2 separate regions of the Anas platyrhynchos genome follow, and region 1 is linked to region 2. A link is a contact called in public Hi-C data. All regions are on one chromosome and are shown on one strand. Each heading gives the region's core, a stretch centred on a gene start, on an enhancer-like site or on the middle of the called end of the contact. The rest is flanking DNA. Distances are from core to core; before and after follow the strand shown.

Evidence for each region. A called contact is a pair of places that touch in the nucleus more often than the background predicts.
Region 1: a contact with region 2 is called in a Hi-C map of liver, with 2.0 times the contacts expected there. The contact joins two enhancer-like sites. A contact is called at or near these places in 2 of 8 Hi-C or Micro-C datasets (liver and subcutaneous adipose tissue).

The regions. Positions count from the first base shown.
Region 1 is chr2:144,455,579-144,462,403 of IASCAAS_PekinDuck_T2T, reverse strand. No RefSeq gene overlaps it. Among named protein-coding and RNA genes, the nearest start is that of KIF5B, 30 kb to the right of the region's middle. Within about 2 kb of position 1,338, at least 3 of the 8 cell types and tissues checked have an H3K27ac peak or open chromatin away from gene starts, as enhancers often do.
Region 2 is chr2:144,409,131-144,415,977 of IASCAAS_PekinDuck_T2T, reverse strand. It overlaps KIF5B (kinesin family member 5B), which reads left to right. Exons shown (of 26, transcript XM_027450543.3): 8 at 266-390; 9 at 1,739-1,843; 10 at 2,269-2,414; 11 at 4,357-4,505; 12 at 5,527-5,720; 13 at 6,511-6,579. Among named protein-coding and RNA genes, the nearest start is that of KIF5B, 16 kb to the left of the region's middle. Within about 2 kb of position 4,082, at least 1 of the 8 cell types and tissues checked has an H3K27ac peak or open chromatin away from gene starts, as enhancers often do.

The DNA.
Region 1 (6,825 bases), core at 89-2,588, 49 kb before region 2:
ATATAAAAGTGCAAGCATGGGAAGAATGGATTGCTGTATAGTTCTGTGCTGGAAGCAAAAGTTCTATATCATGAAAGTGAGCTAATTGATAATTTGGAATTTTCATTTAAATGTAATGACGAAATGAACTGCCCTAAATTTTGGGAGCGTTTTTCTGAAGTCTTGCTATGAGCTACTGCCAGATACAGGTGAACAAATGGCAGAATGAACACCGGGAGAAGTGAATTCCAGAAATAGTTTGTATTAATACTGATGGATTAGTCCATACAGACAAACACAAACCGTTACCTGCAGACTGAATAATTGCCTGGTGCTTCAGAGAAAGTAATGATGGAAGCAAGCTGTGTAAGCTCTCAAATAGCTGAAACTTCAAATATACTTTATATGCAGGGGATAAAAATGTAGCCATGAGAGATTAATGGCATGTTTCAGACTTGTCCTCTGCTTAAGAGATGACTTGAGTCCTATGCAAACTGATTAAAACAGTGCAGATTAAAACAGTACCTTGCAATATTGCTGGTTTTCTTACTAGGGTATTTCTTACTAAAATTTTCTTATTAAAATTTTTACTTATTTGCATATGAAAGTTAGGGGATAGTAAAGTTTATTTTTGTTTTCCATGCATGTGTCTTGGGAAGTCAGTGTGCAAGGAATGGGACAAACAAATCTATTGTTGTTGTTGTTGTTTTTTTTTTTCGTTTCTTTTTTGTTTGTTCTTAACTTTTTATTGGAGAAGGGAGTCGAACACAAAGAACTGATTTTATTCCAAAGGTTCCCAAGATGTAAATAAAAAATCCATTGGGGAAAAAAGAGAATTAAAATCTGTTAGGTAAGTAATTTATGCAAAGTTATTTCCCTGCCAGTAAGAGGAGAAAGCCAGGACTGAGCAAAGGAGCACAGGCTGCTGATCTGTGTCAGAAGGAGGAAAGAACCAGAAACAAACCTGCTGTTGATTGTTCTGTTTAGATTACCTACCACAGTTCATAAAGCGAAGTGAGTACCTATTTTAAAGTAAGTAGTAAGCTTCAGTAATCTACAAGAATAATGTTCTAGGATAAAGGTGTCCCAAGCAATTAGTGAGCCAGACCAGTTAGGACTGATCCACGCAGTCCAATTCTGTAAAAATGAATTAAAAAACAGCCTGTGTGTTGGAAGTGCACCGGAGACAAAGCTGGAGGAGTCCAGCACGTTAGTATGTTGGTGAGGTACAGCTAGAACAAGAGTCGTTCAGAAGGATCACTGAGAAAGGAAGGTTTGCTTCTTGCAGAGATCTGCGTACTAGCGCTAGTCCTTGGCAGTCTGAGCTCTGTGGCTGCTGAAGGTACTCGTTGTGCAGCACAGAGCAGGAAGCAGGGCAGCTTGAGCAATGAGCTTAGCCATCACCGTTAGGTGGCAGTCTAAAACAGCAGCAGCAAAACCAAATTCTAGCTCCTGGCTGAGATTTCTGGAGCAGTGCTAGAAACTTAGCTGCAATTCTCAAGTATAACTGGGGCTATTTTTTCAATTAAAAAAAAAAAAAAAAAAGAAAGAATACATTTGAGCATTAACTGTTCTTCCTTCTTTGTTTTGGGTAAGTGCTCCATGTCCTCATGTCATCATCTGCTTATGCAACAGAAAAGCCACCCACATCCTAAGTTCTGTTAGGGCATTTCTAGCCTCTTGTCACACTTCATCACATCTGGAAGAATCACCCCCTCAATACACTGAAAGAAATCAGTACATGCTCTCCAAGGAGAGAGACTTCCCATTTTGGAGCTGGTCAGGGAAGTCCCATGGTCAGGGATACAGAGAGAGCAATTTCCATTCCATTTTATAAACCATGTATTACCTGAATACAGGCAGTGGCTGGAACTGCTATTTAGCAAGTGGTAGCAATGGGCAAATTAGCTAGAAGCTAAAAAATCATAAAATTTTATTAACCTACCAAAGCTTCTCTGACTTAGAACTAGTTTTGTAATTCTTTTCTGGTTTTTGAATGTAAGCATGTTCAGGTGTTTGTATGCAGAATTCACCCATCCCAAGCATGGATGACTGGTCCTGTGAATTCCTGTTTGTGGTAACAGGCAAGTAGTCTCCAATCTTGCTGCAAGCTGATTATATAAATATATATATACATATTTTAAAAATATATATATACATATTTTAAAAAGCATGTCCTGAAGGAGCTAGCATAAGTGCAATATGCGTGTGTTATTAGAAGTCTACGTACAGCTTCTCTGGGGCTGCTCATATCTTAACCAAGCTGGAATCATGAATTAGCCCTACAGAAGCTTTCCCCAGTACAGATTTGGCCCAAAACATTCCTAAACTTGTTCCTAAACTTGTGCCTCTCCCTGTTATAAGCTGACTGCTGGCATCCCTCAGGGCAGCCACGATGGCCAGATCAGGCCTGCTCCCATCTCATCTCCCTGCCCTTCTGCTAAGGCATCACTAAGTAAAATGGGAAACTGCGTTTTCTCTCCTGCCTATTGCTTTTTTGTTGAATACAGATTATTTCTAAAAGAGATCACGCTCTTGTCTTCAGCTTAGTTTGTCATCTAAGCTCACGTTCAGGTTCTACAGCGTGGATAGCTGAAATAACCGATGGCAAGTAGTCAGAAGACCTAGTAAAAGCTAAAATCATTTCTGTACGTGGGTGTCAGGAAAGACAGTTGTGAGCTCACAGTCCACCACAAACCAATTTTTAGAAGGATTTCACCCCATACAGTCCCAGCACACCATCAGGGATTCCTGCCAAGCCCCAGCAGCAGGCTCCTGTGTCAGAAGCCGTGGTGTGCTCGGGGGCTGTGAGGTGTTTGACACTGCAAAATGGCCTGGCTTGCGTCCGCTGGTATGGGAGATGCGTTGCAATGAGGACCTGCACTTGTTTCCTGTGAGTTAATTCATGTGTGTAGGAGCTTTAATTTGTTTATTTCACAGGGGGCTGTGAGGGCCCTGCAGCAGGGCCTGGCACTGGCTCAGCTGCTGGCAGTGTGCTGCAGCTGCCGTCCACACGGGGTAATGCTGTACTCCAAAGGGTTCAGGGAATATCCAAGAACAAGAAACACACCTGATGGTGAGAGAGTTGTGAGCTCAGCCCGTTTCACTCCACACACTGTGCTGGCCTGAGCACAGTCTCCAAGTGCCTACAAGGAGAACTTACAGCAGGGTAAGAGGAGGCCCCTCAAGCTACCAGGCACCTGTGTAATTAGGCAGGTACGCTCATTTGTGCTTAGAATTACCAGCAGCCTGGGGGTCTGTGATCCCTAGAAATGCTTAACTCAGGACTGGCTGTTCCTCAAAAGGAAACCTTAAAGCAGGTTGAAAGGCAGCCCTGTGGCACATGCAGTGCGGCAGGACATGGTGCCCAGTGACGGGACAGGAGGCAATGGCATTGCAGGAGCTGTGTCTGAAGATCAGGAAATACTTCTTCAGTATTAGGATAACTTAGCCCTGGGACAGACTGCCCAGAGAGGTTGCAGAGTCTCTATCCCTGAAAATACTCAAAAGCCGCCTGGACATGGTCCTGGGCAGCCTGCTCTGGGTGGTCCTGACTGAGCAGGGGGGGTCAGGCCTCCAGAAGTCCCTCCTGGCCTCAGGATCTGCTGACAGAACTTAGAGTAGATCACCATTCCCTACTGATCTTCCTTATATTCTTATTTTTGTGAAATCAGCAGCTGTTTCTCAGAACTGTTTCTCAGCATGCTGACTTGTAAAACAGAACAGGATTTCATTCTGAATGGGCTCTAGTTCAGCCAGTGATTACTTCCAGAAGGCACTATCCCAGCCACATGCTAACATCAGTTAAGGCTTGAACACATCCTCAGGAGTGGTTGGGGAATCCAGGATGCTTCATGGACAAGTTAGTATTCTCTAATTACAATTAACTCACATAAGCCTGGTGCCGAGCTCTAGCAATGAAAACTATTTCATTTTCTGTAAGCATTCCTTATACAGCTAATATAGTATGAAATTATCTTGTGCCACAAAAATATTGTGCATAAGCTATACTTGGAATTAAAAAAAAAAAAAAAAAGGAAATTATACCAGGATGTTACTGTTGCCTACGTTAACATCATAGATAGAGTTTGCCATATATATTACATTTCTTTAAAAACTAATATAAACTTCTGAAAAATAAGCCATCTTTTATGTTGCATAAAGGTTAAACATTAATTACTTTGAAAACAACACTCTTGAAACCAGCTTCTTTAGCACATATTTACTCAGAAATTGGAGCTCTTAAGACCTTTTGATGGGTTCCTGTTGTGTTTGCAAGGTTGATCTTGAATACAAGCACTCTTATAATGAAGCTGGTTAAAAGTTAAATAAGGTTTGAGGCCAGCACAGAATACAAATACACATTTGCTGATATCATTACTTCTAATTTTGTTTCATCTCAGAGAATTCTTTGCAGCTTAAATGTTCCTCTGGGCTCAAAATGGCATTTCTCTTAGCACAGGGGGAGGAAGGTGGTCCTGGTCCACACTCAGCAGGAATGGAGTTGTGCAGGAGCTGCTACTTGTCAAAGGAACAAAATCACATCTCTGTTTGGGGAAGGGATTTCTCTGTGTTTGACTTCACTAAGAACTGAAACTATGAACAGCTTTCAGAAGCATGAGCTGATCTGTTTAAGGCCTGGAGATTCCCTGGCCTTGGCCTGGGAGCTCCTGTTGGTCATGGAGACAAGGTACAACTTCTGAGGAGCAGCAGGCCTTGCTAGATTACAGCTCCCCGTTAAGTCCAGAGCTCACCAGGAGCGGCCACTGCCACTTGCCCTTTGCTGGGTGCCAGGGGCTCCCAGCCCCATACCCAACTGGGAGGTCACAGAGAACCTGTTGAAGGGACGTCCCCCACAGCAGAGGAGCTGGTCCTCCACCAGCTGGCCAGCACAATCCTCCTCCACAAGGAGCAGCATCTCCTCTGCCAGCAGGGCTCGGTGTTCCCCTAGGAAACATTTTCCCCAAAAGATTACCCATCAAATCACATCAAATCAAATAAAAAGGCATCGCGTTGGTATGTCACTGCTCGCAGAGTTCAAGGCAGCACAGTTACCCTCTGAAGGATGTGCACACAGACATGCTTCCAGGGGTTCTGCTGAACATTTCTCTCTTGCAGCCTGTGTCCTTCCCTGTAGAGCCACTGGGGTTGCTGCATCTAGTGGTGGTGTTTACAAACAAACAAAACAGGTAACCATCACCATGTCTTCACCACGCCTTAATTTTGTGACTTAATTATGCAGAACACACAGCTGCATAAAATGAAAAACTGGAATGAAGTAAATGAATGGGAGCCGGGGTCTTCTGAGCATCAGCAGAAGGCATCCCAAGATTTCCCTTTATAGTGCTGGATTATTTCCTTACCTGTGCCAGATCTGGGGTAAAATGGTATTGCTCAAATGAGAAAATTAACTGATGTTAAAACCTAAAATCTGATGCTGAAGCATAGAAAGTGCTCCAGGTTTCAAGCACTAAGCTTAAGATCTTATTGATTTGAATGTGTGGGTACACTGTAATGAAGTAGTTTTGATTTTCAAGAGGAAATTACACTGTAAAAGTAGCACAGCAGTGAGATGGAAAACACTTAAACTGCAGCTACCCTCCTGAGAACACAAAGCCCTTGGCTGCCCTTGGCAGCTGTCATTCTCCTGTGTCTCAGCGCACTGCTATGCAAGGCCAGTCGCTGCCTAAGCAACAGGGAAACCTTGCCACGTTGAACTCAAGATGAAACCAAGCCTTATTTACAGTTACACCCAGCCACCACTGTGCACAGGAAGAGTGAGTATATAAATACAGTTATGACAGGTCTTACAAGTCTTCCCTACCTGCCTGTAACAGTGCACGTTGTCTGCTTTGGCTTGTATAAATCGCTGCAATGCCCTCGTGGAGAGGCAGAGCGGACCTTTTTAAGGTTTGAAGGTGCCACTTCTGGACAGTCAGGGTCTTGGGAGCTCCGATGAGCCTCCCTGGACTCTTGTAGGACCTGGAAATCTCAGAGATCAGAGAAAATAGCACAGCAATCCAGATGGTTTCGACAGTCTTATAGGACAAAACCAACCAAACAAAACGAAACAAAAGTTATTAGGAGTCACCCTTCTTTCAGCTGCTTGGTTTGGTTGACTGACCAGGGCATTTTGTCCCTTGACAGAGTCTGGGAATCCCAGGACGGTCTCCACCGGACTGAGATATCACAGCAGCAGAACTGTGCTGTTCTGAGTGGCAGCTGGAGGCCAGGCTGGCTCCCCTAAGACATTTTTCCTGGATTTTATTTACACCTTTGAAATTCTGTGGTGTCTGAACAATCACTACCCACCCTCTACTCCTCGGTGAGCCTCCTGTGGGTGCTGGTTGAGAGCTGAGGGCTCAGGCATCACTCCTGTACGGCTGTGAGAAGGGCAGGGGCTGAGTGCCCCTACACGGTGGAAGATGATGTGGGCTGAGTCTCTGCTATCTGCGTCACAAGTGGATGTTCACCTACAGCATGAGTACACACATGGATGATACATCCCAAGAGCGACAGCTACTGGTAAGTAACATTTCTTTGCTCCAGCTGATCAGAACAGCCTGTCTCTGCACTAACAACCTCCTACACTGAATTCAAAACCCTCAGCTTTGAAGCCTTGAGGCTATATTGCATAGATAGCTCTAGGTTCAGAGCAAAAAGCACTCTCTTCTTTTGTATAAAAATACACATCCAGTCAGCAAATGGACAGTTCTGTATGAGACGAAGGTAGATCCAACGTGGGAGGAAAGACAGCATTTATGCACCAGAACTACAGCAGAGGACATAATCTTGCATTTCTTCAGTCAATCTGAGGCACACGTTAAAGGAAATGTCTGCAGTGAA
Region 2 (6,847 bases), core at 2,833-5,332:
TAAGTGTGACATCCATAGTTGACAAGCTAGCCAACCTTATCAGCATGTTTGTGGTATTAATAGAAGCCCAAGGGAGACTGGATCTTTGTTACTCTGTTAAGTGGTACCACTGGTTGCTGCCTCTACCTTTACTGTCAGGGAGAATACTGTGTTTAGTTTCATTTGCTTTAAATTTCTTGCTTCAGTGTTGGGAAGATACTATTTAGTCAAGTTAGAGTGGCTATACAAGTATTTTTGACAGTTTATATGTTTCTTTTTATTATAGATATGAATGAACACAGCTCTCGAAGTCATAGTATTTTTCTCATTAATGTAAAACAAGAGAATACTCAAACAGAACAGAAGCTAAGTGGAAAGCTTTATCTTGTGGATTTGGCAGGTAGTGAAAAGGTAACGTTACATTCCTTTTTCATTCTTTAAAGAATGATCTATTTTTCACAATTGAACACTTTCCAGTAATACTGATTGTTCAGTTGTCATCTGTGAGTTGTCTTTTTAACTTTGATCTTGAAATGTGGTCCTAGTCTTTACTGGATTTTAAATACTACCTCTAAGCATATTTGCATTTCTGGAGTGAGGGCTTGTAAATATGGCACAGGGTGGGGAAGTAGGCTAGAGTTCAGTTTCAGTGTCTGAGAGCAAGAAAAACCGTATAGGTGTGTTGGCTAGACAGGTACTGGAGTCAAAAGGGTATTTATGGATATGGGATATCTACATTTTCTTTTGTAGTGGTACCAAGTTCCTTATTTTGAAGTTCTGATGAACATTACAACGACAGCTTGCTTTCCTGTGTTAGTAGTTTAAAGAAGGGAAGGAAATACCATCTACCATGTTGCTTATTCTGTATTACTGTTACCCTTCTTACTGTAATTTACCTTTTTAAGACCTAAATTTTTGATGTTATTCCTTCTTTCCTTCTGGGATTATTCTTATTTGTCTCCAGTCTGTCCTGCTTAGTGTTGCCTTTGACATTGTTCTATAACATTGTCATCTCTGATCCTTTGTTTATTCTGAATGTTTCTTCATGGTAATCTTTTTTAGTTTTTGTCTTTTTTTAATAAGAATGAAACTGGAAGTACTAAAGTGAAAACAGACTTTAAAGGATCAGGCTGCAGATCTCCATTCTCTGTAGCCTTGTTCCTTTCAATGTATATAACAAACTTTTGTTTAGCAATTTTTCAAGTCCTCATGAAAGAAATTAGTTTTTTGTGTCTTGTCTTGGGTTACATTAAACATAAGCAAATAGAATTGTTTATTTGTGTTCATGATCGCAGCTTGATGAGAAGAATAGTAAAAGCAGGGTTATAGAACTGAGTCAAATTTGGCTGTGAGGCAGAAGAGCTAAGATAAATAGAATTGTCAGGACATAGCTTTTTTTCCACATTTCTGCTGATGCCTACAGAAGTTCCTAGAGCATTCCTGTAGGTCAAATTCAGCATTTAAAACCTGTGTTCTCATAAGGTTTTCTTGCTAATAAGACTTCCTGTTATATTCAGTGCTGGTTATGTAGCAGTGTTTTTTGTGGGCATGTTTGTCTTTTTTTAAGGTTGACCGCTGACTAAGGGTGAATCAGGAATGGGGTTTGAGGAAAAATTTGCTTATTCTAATGCAGCTGGCTTATGAATACTTCATAAAGTCAGGAAGACTGACTTAAAAGTGAGGAAATTATTCAAGTTTTATACTAAATATGAAGATTTTTTAACAGATGTATCTAGTAACTTATTAAAATATTGTATAGGTTAGTAAAACTGGAGCAGAAGGTGCTGTGTTGGATGAAGCCAAGAACATCAACAAGTCTTTATCTGCTCTTGGAAATGTCATCTCAGCTTTGGCTGAAAGCAGTGTAAGCGTTTTCTTCTTGTTTTTGTATGCATCAAGGTTAAAGGCTTGTATCTGAATGATATATTATGAAGAATTTCTCCATTGATCTTAGTGATTTGTGTGGAGTCTTCTAAACTAATCCAGTTACACCAATACATTGCAAACAAATGTTACTCTTGTACTGTGTTGTCACTGATGAATAATAAAGTTGCATTTAAGGGACCTAAACACACCAAAAATTTCTTTGTACTCTAGAAGTTAGCAAACATAAAAAGACTTTGTCATCCTGTACAAATATAGTGAATTCATGAAGCTGCATGATTTATGAATTAAAGTAGAACTTAATCTTTCTAATGAGACCATACCTAGATAAAATACTACTCTTCAACAAAGTAAATAACACGTCTGAAAAACTGTAACTGATTCATTTAACTGTTTTCTTGGTAGACTTATGTTCCGTATCGTGATAGCAAGATGACTAGAATCCTTCAAGATTCACTAGGGGGTAATTGCAGAACCACTATTGTTATTTGCTGTTCTCCGTCTTCATACAATGAGTCTGAAACAAAATCTACTCTTCTCTTTGGCCAAAGGTGAGTAAATGACTTAAAAGATAAGAGGGACAAGAAACAGAATTTCGCAAGAAAAGTTAAGCGCTGTGTGTGCAGTTGTGTATCCTGCCTAACAACAACTGATAAAGTAAACCTCTAACAATAAACGAAGTCCATTCTTAAAAAAAATGTGGAGTTTGGGATCTTAACTGCTGATTGATTGCACATGTGAGTGTACCTCAATATTTTGATCTTACTAAACTCAGAAATAAATGCAGAATGAGAAATAAGCTACTCAGTCAAGATTCCTAAACCTAATTAGTTAGTGTTTACTTTCTTTAATTCTTCAGTGCACACATGGCTAGGTGTTGTGATCTATACAAACATCTTTAAACTGGACAGGATCCTGAAGCCAGTATTTCAAGAAGGACCATGTGCATTTTGGCTCAAAATGCAGTTTAGTGTATAGTTTTGGATTCAGGAAGATATAAGGGAGAGCCTGTTGTCTGCTACCCTTTCTTTTATAGTATACTGAATTACATTTTCTAGTCTGTTTCCTGTCTTAGTGTTCTAGTAACATTTGAGTTAAAAACTTGTAAATTCCTATGTAATTTGTAACTGAATTTTTAAGTACCTACTCAGAATTTGATATCTGGTTAGGCATGTCGTCTTTGCCACACTTCTATTAACGTTCCACATTAATATTCCAGTTTCTGAATGCTAGGCTTAATCACTGCATTTACTGGAGCAGATTACAGAAGCTATCAGCATTTCATTTACTTCATCTGTTTTTTTTGTTAGTATACTTCTTTAATTTTAGTTCAATGATACAGTTTTCAGCTTTTTGGAGAAGACTTTGCTAATGGAAAGTAGACTAGATGACTTTGGAACTCCTTAAAATCTGGCAGAATATAGGCACTTAATAGCTGTTTTAGTAATGACTGTGTTCTGTAGCAGCGGAATTCCTGTTTGGTCTCCTTCTGGTATCTAGGAAGTCTTTTCCTCATAGTATTTCTAGCACAAGATATCAGGAAATGTCTTCCAACTGTAGCTCTGTAGATTCACTGTTCCTTGCTCTTGACTTCTGGAGGAGCTGCAGGAGCATATTTCTATCTCAGTCACCTTCATTAGTCTGATATATTATCTCAGCCTTCTGGGGATGTTAAGTTTATGCTGAAACCCTCAGGAGTAGTAAATGAAGGTTAAGTAAATATTACGTAACTTAGCAGGAAAAGCACTAATTGGTCCCAATGAGACTTTGCAAAAGATCCGTATCGGAGTCATAATATTGGATGCTGGGGTGTATTCCTAACTACCATTAAGTTTTCTTCTGTTTTCATCTTTGGGGAGGGGGCTATTTGGTGGTAGTACATAAGAGTTACTGAGATAAGCAAGGTACAGCACTGATGTAAAAACTACATGTTAACTTCATATAGTTTTATTAGTACTTGTAGCTTTGTTTCCAGAGCTGATGCATTTGGATGAGATTTGCCTGACCTTGTGTCACCTGAATTAAATGCATTTGAGCTTTACAGCTCATATACCTCTTTGTTTAGTGGAAATCTAGTCACTAGATTTTTAGGTGAAATGAGCAGTTCTTTAAGCTAGATTATTTACACCCTAAACGTATTATGCTCTGTTGGAGAAATGTTTGTTAGATATGGTAAATGCTGCCCTTCGTTCAAAGATATGCACAGTCCCAGCTCTGGTGAAAGTATACAGCTGAACTTTTTCTAACTCAACAAGCTTGAGATGTTCAGTTGTCGTAAAGCTTACTGTATTACTCAGTCCATTAATGGTTGTATTTATCCAACTGAAAGAACATTAAATTGGCACAGAGTAGAGACAAGCTTTTGGAAAAGGTGGAAGTTGCTTACACATTTACCAGTGATATGAGAGAGTTTCACTTAAAAGCCTTACGTTCTTTTCTTAAAAAATAATTAAAACAAAAAACACAGTTTCAGTGGTCTGTCTTCCTACGTAGAGCAAAGACCATTAAGAACACAGTCTGTGTCAATGTTGAGCTCACTGCAGAACAATGGAAGAAAAAGTATGAGAAAGAAAAAGAGAAAAACAAGACTCTACGGAACACCATACAGTGGCTAGAAAATGAACTCAACAGATGGCGGAATGGTAAGAAGAAATTTGTATTATGCAAATTTCAGAAAAGCAGACGCGAAAAGTACTGAAGAACCCCATGCCAGACAGAAGTAAGAATATTAATGATGGGATATTAGGTTGAGATTATTAGGTTGACATTGGAGCTTTCTGTTTTTCATTAGAACGGCTTTTAATAATCACATACTGGTAAAAACGTCTGAAAGTATGTTGGTGTTAGGTTCTTCAATAGTTGATTTACTAGCAGAACCGGACCTAGTTAAACTATTAAAAACACATATAATTCCTTCTCCCAGATAAATATATATATTAATTGTAATTCCAGAAACTGATGAAAGTTACCTGTGTTTCTAATTCTCATCAGTCTTAAAAGGTTTTGTTCTTTTTTATAGCTCAAATACTTCTATAGACAAAAAAAAAGTGCTAACAGTAGATAATACGTGTCCATCCTCTCTGAATGATTGAATTCTTTTTGATTGAAGTGTCTGGCAAAATGCAAGTTAATTATGAAACCATAAATTCAGAAAAAGAGGAACGTGGACCCTACTTACAGATGTATGCTGGAGTTTACAGCTTCAGAAGGTGACTTTGCAATCATGCAGACAATTCCTGCACCACATTTTAAAGTAGATCTGAAAAAAAAAAAAAGGGTCTCACTTAAGTTGAGTGGGATGTGATTTTTTTCATGTCTCGTGTAGAGATGGTATGAGGCCACACCTGAAAAGTTAAGTATTATGCTTTAAGAATATTGACACAAGATACTGGAATGTTGGAAAGAGCCCACATCATCCAAGGACTGTGTAAAATGCTTTGTAATAAGGCACTAAGGAATGTAGTTAGTTTACCAGAGAAGTGCCTTAACTAAAGTGTGAGGCGTTTATGTGAAGTCAGTCAAGTATTCTCATCAGAAAAGGGTTAATGAACATAAAGGGGTAAAAGTGAAACTGAACAAATACTCTTAAATAGGAAGTAGATAGTTTAGCAGTAAAGATGTCTACCTATCAAAGTAAAAATACTTTATATTCCTTTATTTAAGGGGAGACTGTACCTGTCGATGAACAGTTTGACAAGGAGAAGGCCAACTTAGAAGCTTTTGCAGTGGACAAGGATATTACTATTGTTAATGATAAACCAGCAACCACAATTGGAGTAACTGGCAATTTCACCGATGCTGAGAGAAGAAAATGTGAGGAGGAAATCGCTAAACTATACAAACAACTGGATGACAAGGTATGCCATTCTTATTCTTATTTAATATAAGACATCTCGGAAATATGTCTTGAGCTACATTATGTAATGCTTAATTTGCCAGTCTTCATTTGTTAGCACAGCTTCTTTAAATATTTGCAAAGAGCACCTATTGTATTTCTGAAGTTCTAATTAAGAGATATCAAAATTGCTTCATCTGGTACTAAGTGAGCATCCATTCTTAGATGCTTTCCCCACTTTGCTGAAAGTACTAAAAAGTGTACTGAATGCAAAAGTGCACACAGGAGGAAAAAAACTTTTTTTTTTTTTAAAAAAAAAAAAAGGAAAAGCTCATGAGAATCTTGAATAGCCTTTCTGCTTTCTGGGTGTATGCCATTCCAAGCTGATAGTTTGGATTAATGCTACCAAAAGGAGGAAAACCATGAGTAGATAAAGAATAAAAAAGGTATTTGGAAGTTACTTACTTTCAAATAAAATGTGCATACATTGAACATAATTTCAAACTAAAGCAGTAATACTGAATATGAAAAATCTTTTAATTATATCTGATTTATTTATTGGAAGCTGGAATAACTTGGAGAAGACTTGCAGAAGCACAGGCATAATTTTGTCCTTGAACCATAGTGTTTTATATGTATACACCAAGTTAATGGATCAGCCTGTGATTCAAAAATATTTATGTTTATTGCTTTGAGTTGTCTAATGGTCTCAGAATTTAGAAAGGGTAGATGCCTGATGCTGCCTTCTCTTAGATTATTATTTCTCAGTGATATTTGTCAATGTATTGAACACAGTCTTAATTCAACTGCAGGATGAAGAAATTAATCAGCAGAGCCAGCTAGTAGAAAAACTAAAAACACAAATGTTGGATCAGGAAGAGGTGAGTTTGCTTTTGCGTCTATGTACTGCTTTTTGTTGACTTTTCTTTTGGAGATGTTCTGAATGGGCTGTAGTTTACGACTAGGGAGTAAAATGGTTGATTATTACTGTACAATAGTTTTTTTTTAAGTCAGACTTGAAATGATCTGCTTATTCATTCTCCCTGCTTGTGCTGTGCTTCTGGCTACATTTGAGTCAGTTTACTCAAGGTTTGAGTATCCATGAAGGCAGAAGGAACCGAAATCTTTAAACAAAGACACAGTCTCTTG